Regions from separate parts of the Mus musculus genome. Here region 1 is linked to region 2. A link is a contact called in public Hi-C data. All regions are on one chromosome and are shown on one strand. Each heading gives the region's core, a stretch centred on a gene start, on an enhancer-like site or on the middle of the called end of the contact. The rest is flanking DNA. Distances are from core to core; before and after follow the strand shown. Region 1 holds the start of Galnt13 (polypeptide N-acetylgalactosaminyltransferase 13). Region 2 has its middle 150 kb from the start of Galnt13.

Region 1 (6,452 bases), core at 3,298-5,797, 150 kb before region 2:
TGATCAGGTTAATCACAATTTTCCTTGAATGTTCTACATGAGTGTAAATAAGATTTAGTGACAATACATTGCAGTTTAACTGAAACACTCCCAGTTAATTTTCTAGCATGTTAAAATCCTGATAGCCTATACCTTGGACAGCTCCCACCCATTGACTCAATCACTTCTTTAAAAAATAAAGGTGGTCTGAAAGTCTAGAGGTGATTCAGAGGTTAGGAGCACTTACTGACGTTGCGGGAGACTCAAGTTCAGTCCCCAGCATCCAAGCCAGGCTTCTCACAACCACGTGCAACCCTAGCTCTAAGGGATCTGTTGCGAATGTCTATCCAGCTATTACTAAATTAATATAAATACCCATTTCCCAAGATGATCTGAATTCAATTTCACAACGGAAAACTAGACTCTTTAGAAACCTGGATGACAAGACTTTAATCAAACACTGTACCTTAAGATAAGAGCTATAAATAGAAATCTAATTTATCAAAACAAGTTTATCAAGTCATACAATGGCATAACTGTAACTGTACTTTACAGTCTAAGCATATACTTCGTGGTGTGGAGGGGATATGTATGTGATTCTGATTAGGAAAAATGTGCTGCTTTTAAAAAGGTCATCAAAGACATTATCTAATCAACTGAGCACGTATATTTATGAATTTCGTGTGTCGTGGTGTTCTATAAAACCCAGCTGAAATTCCTTGATAAGTTGCCACACACACACTCACTCAGAATCAGTGATCCTGCCAGATCCCATTAGATTTAAGATATCTGCATTTTCCCACTGATAGACACAGGACCCCAAGAGGTAATGATACATTGAATATCACAGTCAATATTGTGTTACTATCACAGGTGTAACTTAGAGCACTATACCTTCCCAGGCAAAGCATCAAAGGACAGGGCTCTGGGAACTGTCTATAACTGTGAATATAGTGACAATTTATTAAAAACAGTGGTTTCCCTTACTTTACATGCTGAGATTTCATTCTAATACAGTTGGGGTCTCAATTTGTTTCTTTTAGTACTATCTGTCTTTGCCCAATTTAAAGAAAAAGAAGAAGAAGGAAAAAAAAACTAAAAGTATAAATGTTGCTTTTTACCTTCTTCCCACAATTCCCACAGCATAAGCTCACAGTACCAAATAAGTCACATCACAAAAGAATGCTGAATAGAAATGTTCCTGCTGAGACCATCACTTGTAAAATTCAGGGTGGCAAGATTAAATGCATTTCATTCTGATAACATTGCTTGACCTGACATGAATTCGCATTAAGTTTAACCGTTAAATGCATAGATCAATAAGAAATTATAAGGCTTCTCAACCAGTGTCAGAATTTCCATTTTCATTACCCTTGTTATTTTTAGATACAAAATTAAGGTAAAAATGATAGTATCAAGTAATTTACAAGTGATATTAGAAGACTTAATTGCTTTAACATGCTCCTGCACAAATCCATGATAAAGTGTTGGAAGTGATGACTAGCAAGGCATCAAAAGAAGATTGGAACAGCTCGCCATTCCAGTCTGCCTGGCAGATCCTCATGTGTGTGTATCATCTCACTTCTCATAGGCACCTTGAAGCCGTAAGGGATCTATAAACTATTTAGGGTAAGTGATTCAGCATTCTGATTAATTTATAGTCCCCAAATATTTTTAAGCTGATACATCTGTTATTTACATAAAAATGAGTGTTCATCTTTAAAGAACAAAGTGAACATATTCCCCCAAAATGAAGTCACATCCTATTTTACTTTCAGATAGGAGGGTTGAATTTGACACACATCAGAGTCTCTAAGTTCCCAACAGTATCTGCTAAGTTAAATTGTTGCAGAGAGAGGTAAAAGTGCTCATTGGGACTGTGAAAAAGAAGCAGAGAATTCTGCCCCCACATCCACCCTCCTAATTCTCAACTCTCCCTTACAGAAGACGAACAGAAACAGGAGCAGAGTGGTAGAGGTAAATTTGATTCTAGGAAGAAGGTTCATTAGCATAGTTGAGCTGTTTAGAATCTTGACATGACCTGCACTCTAATCCATTAACCAACAGGTTTTCATTAAATGCTTGCTTCCTCACACTTCCAATGCCTACATGTCAGAGAGCACTGGTTCCACTCATGACTTTCTGTTTCAGAACTAATCTATACTGGCAACACACTGCAGCCCCTTCTTTTTTTTTTTTTTTTTTTTTTTTCCTGTAAGCCTGGTCTGATACAAAGTGCCCCTTATTCACATGTACCTTACATCCTGAAATAGGATGGGCAACAAAGAAAATAATTTAAAGCCTTTGTTTAATCATGCAAGAGCAGCCATCCAAATTCTCAATGGAGTTGAAGGTAATCAAGGGAATAAAAAAAGGAGTTGAGAAATCCTGGTTTGTGACGAACGTGGAAAAAAAATGCACCTTTCTTAAACCTTCAAAACCTGCCTTGGGCAATGGACATTCTCCAGATCCATCTATCTCTGAAGTCAAAGGGAGAGGGTTTCAATATTACCAATCTAATTCTGCAGCAGAGGAAGACTGCAGATCAAGAAAGAATAGATTAGGAGTGCAGTCGCAAAAGTCAATGAGGAAAAGGAAAGAATGTGTATGACAAAGGAAGCGAGACCCTTGGAGGAGAGAAGCCCAAAAGTGAAGACCAGTAGTGTGAGCTTACTTTTCAAAATTCTCAGACCAGCAGGTTTCTTTAACACTAGAGGGCATGAACAACAACAACAACATAAGCAGTGTGTGCGTGTGTGTGCGTGTGTGTGTGTGTGCGTGCGTGAGAGAGAGAGAGAGAGAGAGAGAGAGAGAGAGAGAGGCTGATTAATTTTGAGCAACAAATTTTGCCAAAAGCTGGGGACCCCCCCCCCAAGGCCACAAAAAATGCCATAGGGGTGGTCAAGTACCCTTAATCCTGCAAATAAACCTGTAAGCTACTCTGGTGAGAGAGGCTGGTGTATCTCCAGGGGACACTGCTCTCCTAAAGGCTGAGTGTGAAATGGTTGAGGCAGAGCTCCTTTCTCATTAGCAATGCATTTACCTCATGCAAGCATCCACCTTTTGACATTTGCCTGGCCTTAATCCCTAAGATTCTATTTGCCCATCCATGGAATAGTCTCCCCTAGCTATCTGGAAAGCTGCAAATGAAGACTCTCCACCTGGAAATTCAGCTAACCACAGTCCAAGGCACAGGGCAGGTGAGGGGCTCTCACTCTCTCACACTGCTTTTGCTGGTCAGTCCAGAAGCCTCCGCGGACTGGGTTCCCATGGCGCCGTGCCCTTGGACCTTGGGTGGGAAGGCTGGAGCGACACCCTCCGTTCCAGCCCCTGAACCTCTCATTCAGCTCCAAGGCAGCCCAGATGCAGGAAAGCTGCTTCGCTCCCGCCTGCCCAAAGGCGCAAAATAAGGAGGTCTGTGCATCTGGGAGTTCCCAGAACAAGAGCATCTATGGATTAGCAAACTGGGAGCAGGGGAAGAGACAGGCAACGAGGGGCTTAAACACAGAAAGAGAGAAACACTGCACGAGAGACAAACGAAAGAAACAGTACATCAGCGATTCTATGACAGCTCAAGAAAGACCGGAGCAAATAGAATGAAAGAGAAACAGACGCAAGGATGGTGCATATGCACTGGAACCAAAAGCCTGAAAGAAAATCAGACCTACAAACTGAGTCAGTGACAGAGGCATACAAGAGGAGAATGTGACTCTGGGCGGCTGGGGCACTAACAGAAAGAGCAAGCTGTCGAGGAAAATATCCAAGAACCAGAGCATGCCCGGTGTCAAGAGTAGTAGCACCCGCAGCATCAGCATCGCACACAGGGGTGCCCGCTGCTGATACAGAAAGTTGCCTAGGAAGGGACGCTAAGGCACTTAAGGCACCGGAGAGCGCCCCCAGGGCGTGGATAGGGACCTGCGCATCCCAGCTCAGAGGGTAGCGGGAAAAGCCTAGAGGAGGGCGGGCGGGCGGGCGGGCGGCTGCAGAAAGTTCTGCGCCTCTCCATCCTTCCGCCGCGCCTGCAGCCTCGGGCTGCCGAGCTCCCGGGTCCCCAGAGACAGACTCTCCAGATCCACCGGCACCCGTGCCCCTACCCTGCTGGGCTTCTGCGCCCTGCCACTCACCGGCGGGACTTTGCGGCGCCCAGCCGGACTCTCCTGCGGTCCGAAAGGGGTCCGTCCCAAACCGTCACCAAGAAGAGAAGAGAGAGAAGAAAGACTGAGACCTGCTACGGTGGCTGTCGATCCCGCGGAGAGAGCTCGGCGGTCCGCGCACGGGATGCTGCCTGGATCCAGCCCGACCAGTGGCCGGCTGCGCCGAGAGCCGCGCTCACCTGGAGCCGCCGCCGCGCGCAGCCCCGGCTCCCGCCCGCGCCTCTCTTCACACTTCTCGGCGAGCAGAGCGAGGCGGCCCGGGCCTCGGCCAGCCCCGGAGATGCTCCCTCATAGCGCGGCAAGCGGCCGCGAGGCTCCGAGAGCGCTGCCAGGAGGCGCCCAGGCCAAGGAGGCGCAGGAGACACGGAGCGGGGCTCCTAGCACATTGTCACCTCGGCAGAGCCGCCACCGCCTGGTCACTTGGCCCCCGCCCCCTCTGCCGGGCCCTCCCCCTCCCGCAGCCCCAGCCCGGAGGCCTGTCACTGGGCTAGGATCATTTACGTAACCAGCACCCCGGTCCTCCTCCCGCCCGGCTCCCGCTCCTCCCCGGGCTGGGGCGCTGCGCACCCGAGCGCGCTCCAGCTGCTCCCGGAGCCGCGGCTCCTGCGAGGCGCACAAGTCCCGCGATACTTGGCAGGCACGGCCCCCAAAAGCAACTGTGGGGTCGCCTCCTAGCCCGGAGAGTGTGTGGACATCGCCGCCAGCCCTGACCCCCACCCCCACTGCCCCGGCACAAAGCCCAGTTGCGATACCCAGTGCTCGCCCCTGCGCTAGCGAGTATCGGAGAAGAGAACCAAGGACCTGGGGACTGCCCTCGGGGAAAGTTCCAGAAACCGCACCCTGCCGGTCAGTTCTTTGGTAGAGAGATGCAGCCAGTGACTTGGGGCTTAGGCTCTGAAGCAGAAGAGATAGACAGACTTTGGTGTCTTCTCCTTTAAGGTTTAGATTCCCTAACAAGATCCTGGGACTCAATGCCTCCCGCCCCCCCCCCCCCGAGACCTGTAATTGAACCCTATCTCAGAGAGAGCGCTCTGGTGTAATCTTCGGGGTGGGGGTAAGGAAAAAAAGGGGGGCTTTGAATCTCTCCTTCAAAGGTGTACATAGCCAAATTAATGTGTAAGTATAAGGTAACAGAAGATCTGCCGTTCTAAACACGGTTACAATATATGTAGCATTTTAGAAGAGTGTCTCGCACAAGGCACAGCTCCAATATTCAGGCAGTGGGATCTGGAAGACTCCGTGGGAATATACCCCTCCCTCACTGCGGCGTGGGGTAATTCAGGAAACCTGGGGGTGCTGAGGTCAAGAATCTGCTTAGTTGCTCATTCGCCCATTTGGTCCTTGATTTTGTTCATTTTTTTACATCTTATTTGTAAAAAGACAAGTTCTTCTTACAGTACTCTTATGAGGCGTGACTTATTTGGCGCAATAGGGGACAATATGACAGCTACTTCAAAAATATTAAGAGCTATATTGTGCAAACATATGAAACTATTAATTATAATGTAATGTGTCAATGATGTTCTTGATTATACTCGGGAGTAGCAATTTCTAGAGATTTAGCTTTGCATCTTTTTATGAATTAATTATCGATCTAAATTAGTATAATCACATTAAATGTTCCTTCCACACTGTCATATCCTGCTACTATAAATATAGAGCATCAACTTGCAATTCCAGCTGTTAGAGAAGCTGGGGTAATAGTATGACTTGAACCCAGCTGTCGATGACCAAGGCAATATAGCGATACCTGTATCAAAATAAAAATTAGCAATAATTATGAACCATTTAACCGGGGTTAACATTTAATATATGTGATAGGATACAAGGTCACACTGATAACACCAGGGAGTTTCAAGAATTTGTCTTTATTATTCTCACTTGTGACTTCCAATGCTGACATCAGGCCGTTTACCTCCGTGACACATTGAGAAATGCCATGGACCAACAAATGAAAGATGACTGTTCAAATGCGGGCACAATAACTTACCACTCATGTGTGTCCTTGAGAGACATATAGCCCCCCACCTTTACATTTGTCATTGCTATAAAAAGAAGCAATACTGTTTCACAACCTCTGTAATAATACTTAACTTGGGCAAGATTCATAAATCTTGTTGGCAAAAGTTATGTATGTAACTGGTATTTATGGAGTCCCGATGTGCCTTCTAGAAATTATTAGCTTTTGCTGCAGAACACATCATCTGAAGTCTTAATGGCCTAAAACAATAAACATCTGCAATATCCCCAAGTTCTCAGGCTTGTCAAGGAAGGCTTCTTCCAGGCATGCCTCTGTTTGAGCAGCCTATGTCTTGATGG
Region 2 (5,810 bases), core at 1,053-3,552:
ACAACCAGTCACTTTGGGATTCAGTGTGCCACTGTGGCCTGTCGTCCTCTTTACCCAAAGAATTCATCGGATCCAGGCTACTACATCATGGAAGGAGGGGTTAGAGGGCTTGTCAAGATTAAAGAAACCTGTGGCTTTCCCTCTTTAGAGGATTTGAGCCACAAGGAATAAGTGTGTAATGCATTGTCCTTACATTAACTTATCAAAATTCTTTAGTAATAAGGGCCATTGAGAAGGGTCCAATTAAGCCACTTTGAATTCTGGTTTAATAAGAAATTCTTCAGCATGTTGAATTTCAGCTACATCTTCTTGTAATGGCTTTTGGTCTTTTTTCTTCTTATGCTTATTTGGGAAAGTAAGTAGTTTGTGAGGCCAAACACTAAGATGGCTTGGCTGGTAAATGACTGTAGCATGTGTTGGCTTCCCTTTGGTTCTCCACATGGCTTATGCATGAATCATCTGGCCCTGCACTGTGAGCATCCTGCCCGATCTACTAAAAGCTAAGAGCTGCAGCCTCCTACAGTCTGAGACCTGTCAGGTCGCAACAGTCTATACTAGTCTTTATAAGTATGGCTCATTGTGCTTAACTTTATACCTTCCAACACTATCCATTTTCATGGAAACAGTTCAGTTTCGTTCTTCTTTATTGCTATGGTACTCTTTATTTTTTCCATTGACAGACACCTCCCTGAGGTATATAAGTAAGTTTTCTCTACATTTCTCTCAGAATTTGATTTTTTTTCCTTGATACATATTCTGACTGGGCTCCTATAATAGATCTCAATGTAATTTTTCTTTAAACGATGTTTAAAATTTTATCATAGATTTAATTGCCATTTTTATCACTATTTTGAAAAGTAGTATTGCTTCCGTTACTTTATGAATATATTGACTGGACTGCTGATTATTTAATAATTTAATAATTTATTTAATAATTTAGGTTCTTTATTTATTCTAGATGTTACTATTCTATCAGATCAATCACTGGCAAATATTTTCTCCCATCTCATAGATTGACCCTTTACTCTGTTACTCTATTTTTGGAAATGAGGAAGCTTTTAATTTTTTTATTACTTCTATTTTTTTACAACCCAGTCATTATCCTCCTCCCAGTCCACCCTCCAACAGTTCCTCATCCTATTCCTCCTCCTGTCTCCAAGAGGATGTCCCCTGGCCCCTACTTTGATCCCCTGCCAGGTCTTCCTAAGCCCTGGGGCCTCAAGTCTCTCCAGCATTAGGCACATCTTCTCCCATTGAGGCCAGACCAGGTAGTTCTCTGCTGTATATGTGTCAGAGATATGTATGCTCCCTGGTTAGAGGCCAAATGTCTGAGAGATCTCAGGGGTCCTGAATAGTTGAGAATGCTGGTCTTCCTATGGGGTCACCTTCCTCTTCAGCTTCTTCCAAGACTTCCCTAATTCAACCACAGGGGTCTGGCCTGTGTCTCAGTAAGCTGCTTGTTGGGCCTCTCAGAGGGCAGCCATGCTAGGCTCCTGTCTGTAAGCACCCAATAATGTCAGTAATAGTGTCAGACCTTGAAGCCTTCTCTTGGGATGGATCCCAATTTGGGCCAGTCACTGAACCTCTTTTCCCTCAGTCTCTTCTCCATTTTTTCCCTGCAGTACTTTTAGACAGGAACAATTCTGGGTCAGAGTTTTTAACTGTGGGATGGCAACCCTTTCGCTCCACTTGGTGCCCTGTCTACTGATGGTAGACTCTACGAATCCCCTCTCCTCACTGTTGGGCACTTCATCTAAGGTCCCTCCTTTTGATTCCAGAGCGTTTCTTAACTCCAAGCAACCTCAATAGTTAATTTCTTGTGGTAAATTTTAATTGCTTTATTTTACTTAAAATGCAAACAGATTTCCTTGACATTTTCCTATATTATTTTGCCTTAATCCTCCCCTAACCAATGCCCTTTCCCATTCCCCTGCCTATCCATCCTCATTCATAGACTTAATGGGTAGTCAGTCTCTTTCTCAGGCCATTCTTGTTGTTGCTAAATGGACCTAAGAACAAAATGGTCATGCTGGCATATTTAGAGACTCTATCTTTACAAAATGGACTTTCTTTCACCAAGCCTGACCTGATACAACTTCTGCTTAGAGAAGGGACTGCCCAGAAATGACAACCCCACTCAGTTGCCAAAATAGAACTATCTTCTGTGGTAACCAGTCAACAGCCTAGCTGTAGGTTGTATGCACTCAGCCATTTATATTGTAAAAACAGCATTGTGATGCCCTTACTGGAATGGATACTTACTCTGCTTTCAGGCTTGACTTTCTTCCATGGAATGTTTCTGTCGAAATAACCAACCACAGGCTTTCAAAATTCTTTAGTCACCATCACAGAGCTGCATACAGCACTATTTCAAACCAAGGAATTTACTTCACAGCCAAAGAAGTGCATCAGTGAAGCCATGATCATAAAATTAACTGATTTTAGTACATTTCCCACTACTCTGAGCTTGCTTGAGAAAACAGTGGGGTGGCTTATTAATGACACAGATACAGACCAAATAGGTGGCACTATTCCCTAGGGGTATGGAGGCCTGAAGAAGAGTTTTCCTCAGAATGCTGTACATGGGTTCTGTTTCATCTATGCAGGGCTCAAAGTCCCAGAGTTTAAAGTATAGATATGGGCATGATTTCACTTACTATTAGCCCTAGATGTCCAACATAAAATGTTTTGCTTCTTATCTTTCTGACCACATGTTTTCCTGGCCCATATGATGTGAATCCAGAAAAAAAAAGTCTTTTGGTTAAGGTACAGAACAATCTATTGTCCTGGAAGCTAAGACTCCCCTCTGGCAACTTCTGGCTTCTGATGTCATTAAGTCAATATGTTATAAAGGAATAACAGTGTTAAGAGGGGTAATTGATCTAGACTCTTAGAAGGAAATTGGACTGCTTCTCTACATGGAAAAGCAATAGAGAAGATTATATCTGGAATGCAGGAGCCACTTTAGAACATCTCTTGATATTTTCATACCTTTGTGATTGATAAAAGGGAAAAGGAAACAACTCTTAACTGAGGCAGAATAACAAAGAGCACAGACATTTCAGGAATGAAAGTATAGCTCACCCTTCTAGTAAAAGAACCAATACCTGCTAAAGTGGTTGGTAAAGGTGGAGGAAATACAAAATGGAAAGTATAGAAATGTATTCATAAGTGCCAGCTAAGAATACAATGCCACTTGTAGAAATAATTATTTATTTGAAAAAAGTATTTCTGTCCTATTTTTTTATTAACATGATTCTCCATACATATACAAGTATTAAACTAAAATCTGAGCTTTCCTATATTGACTGAGATGATATCACTGGTAAAACATAAATTGGTGTTATCCTAATTAACTTATGAGATAATAGAAGGCTAAATATTCCTCAAGGGAATGAGCTATGTACTATAAAATATAAGTGCTGTTTGTGATTGTATGTGAGATAGCTATGTTATGTTAAACAGACTTATGCACATTTTCTTCTTCTCATTTGGAAGTTAAGCATGATATAAGGTGATGTGTCTAAGTGCCAGCTTGATAAGTCATGGGCTTGTGATGGTTCATTGTTGCTGTTGACTTGACAGCATGTGCAATAACATAAGTCAAAAGTCTTTGCAAACTCTGGTGAAGAATTTGCTTGATCAGATTATTTGAATGAGAAAAAGAACCACCACGAATTGGGCTGCACCCTCTGGTGGCAGCTCAGATAAGATGGGGGGGGGGGGGGGCGGAACCTTTGTTTTAGTAGGACAAACCATGCTTGTTAGCTGTAGCTAAAAAATCAGCTGTAACAAATACAAACAAGTTTTATTGATGTGAAATCTTCTGGGAAGTATTTCCTCAGGGTCAGTGCACAGGAACTATAGCATGGAGGAGCCCAAGGCTGAATATGTAACTGATAGCTGAGCTAAGCACATTATATTGATTTTGAAGGCATGAAGAGTTCACAAAGAAGAGCTAAAGATAGGCACTGGCAGGAGATAGGAGACGCTAGTGGTGACGGTGCAGCTCAGTTGCAATGGAGAACCCAGGTCTGAAGGGGTTATGAATACAAACTGTGGTATGAAACACAAGAAAGCAGGAAAGGCCATTGAAAATGCCATTGCAGGGGAGACACCAGGATATTAGATTTGCCAAGTCTGTGAGACATCCTTCAAGAAAATAAGCAGAAATGAAATGAATGTGGCCTGACCATATAAAACAAGCTGTGTGTGGTGCCCGTGGTAGAGCCACAAGAGTAGAACTCTCAATGACTTCTAGAGTCGAGAATTTTGTCAGTTGTCAGGCTCTAAGCTCCAAAGTTTTGGAGCTACAATGCTGAACTTGAAATTTGGTTTAACTTAAATGTGGTTGTTTTATGCTGTTGCTCTTCTCTCTTAGAATAAGAAATTGGTAAACTTGTTTTTATTTTTCTGTTTTACAAAAGCATTTGGTTAAAAGACCTTAAAATTTATACTTTATTTTATTTTGTGATTTTTTTTCATGTTAAATTTGTATTTTTATCTTTTCAAGTCCCTCTCTATGTCTTGTGCACAGCTACTCTTTTTTATAACATTTTCCAATTTTTATTAGGTTTTTTCTTCATTTCAAATGCTATCCCGAAAGTCCCCTATTCCCTCCCCCCACTCTGCTCCCCTACCCACCCACTCCCAATTCTTGGCCCTGGTGTTCCCCTGTACTGGGGCATATAAAGTTTGCAATACCAAGGGGCCTCTCTTCCCAATGATGGCCAACTAGACCATCTTCTGCTACATATGCAGCTAGAGACACAAGCTCTGGGGGTACTGGTTAGTTCATATTGTTTTCCACCTATATGATTGCAGATCCCTTTAGCTCCTTGGGTACTTTCTCTAGCTCCTCCATTGGGGGCCCTGTGTTCCATCCAATAGCTGACTGTGAGTATCTACTTCTGTGTTTGCCAGGCACCGGCATAGCCTCACAAGAGACAGCTATATCAGGGTCCTTTCAGCAAAATCTTGCTGGAATATGCAATGGTGTCTATGTTTGGAGGCTTATTATGGGATCGATCCCCAGGTGTGGCAGTCTCTAGATGGTCCATCCTTTTGTCTCAGCTCCAAACTTTGCCTCTGTAACTCTTTCGATGGGTATTTTGTTCCCAATTCTAAGAAGGGGCGAAGTATGCACATTTTGTTCTTCCTTCTTCTTGAGTTCCACGTGTTTTGCAAATTGTATCTTGGGTATTCTAAGTTTCTGAGCTAATATCCACTTATCAGTGAGTATATATCATGTGAGTTCTTTTTTGATTGGGTTACCTCACTCAGGATGATATCCTCCAGATCCATCCATTTGCCTAGGAATTTCATAGATTCATTCTTTTTAAAAGCTCAGTAGTATTCCATTGTGTAAATGTACCACATTTTCTGTATCCATTCCTCTGTTGAGGGACATCTGGGTTCTTTCCAGCTTCTGGCCATTATAAGTAAGGCAGCTATGAGCAGGGTGTTCTTATTACTAGTTGGAATATCTTCTGGATATATGCCCAGTAGAAGTATTGCTGGATCCTCCGGTAGTACTATGTCCAATTTTCTGAGGAACCACCTGACTGATTTCCAGAGTGGTTGTACAAGCTTGCAATCCCACCAACAATGGAGGAGTGTTCCTCTTGATCCACATCCTTGCCAGCATCTGCTGTCACATGAATTTTTGATCGTAGCCATTCTGACTGGTGTGAGGTTGAATCTAAGGGTTGTTTTGATTTGCATTTTCCTGATGATTAAGGATATTGAACATTTTTTCAGGTGCTTCTCAGCCATTCTGTATTCCTCATGTGAGAATTCTTTGTTTAGCT

What was found. Hi-C and Micro-C count contacts between places; a contact is called where the count stands out from the background.
Region 1: a contact with region 2 is called in a Hi-C map of adipose-derived mesenchymal stem cells, with 2.4 times the contacts expected there. The contact joins the promoter of Galnt13 here to the enhancer-like site in region 2. A contact is called at or near these places in 2 of 484 Hi-C or Micro-C datasets (adipose-derived mesenchymal stem cells and embryonic fibroblasts) and 2 of 9 other capture datasets (adipose tissue and pancreatic islet).

Annotation. Positions count from the first base shown.
Region 1 is chr2:54,434,482-54,440,933 of GRCm38.p6, reverse strand. It overlaps Galnt13 (polypeptide N-acetylgalactosaminyltransferase 13), which reads right to left and starts at 4,547. Exons shown (of 13, transcript NM_173030.2): 1 at 4,205-4,547.
Region 2 is chr2:54,278,668-54,284,477 of GRCm38.p6, reverse strand. It overlaps the pseudogene Gm14035. Among named protein-coding and RNA genes, the nearest start is that of Galnt13, 150 kb to the left of the region's middle. Within about 2 kb of position 2,302, at least 20 of the 459 cell types and tissues checked have an H3K27ac peak or open chromatin away from gene starts, as enhancers often do. A contact at or near this core is called in adipose-derived mesenchymal stem cells and embryonic fibroblasts, where this site is marked.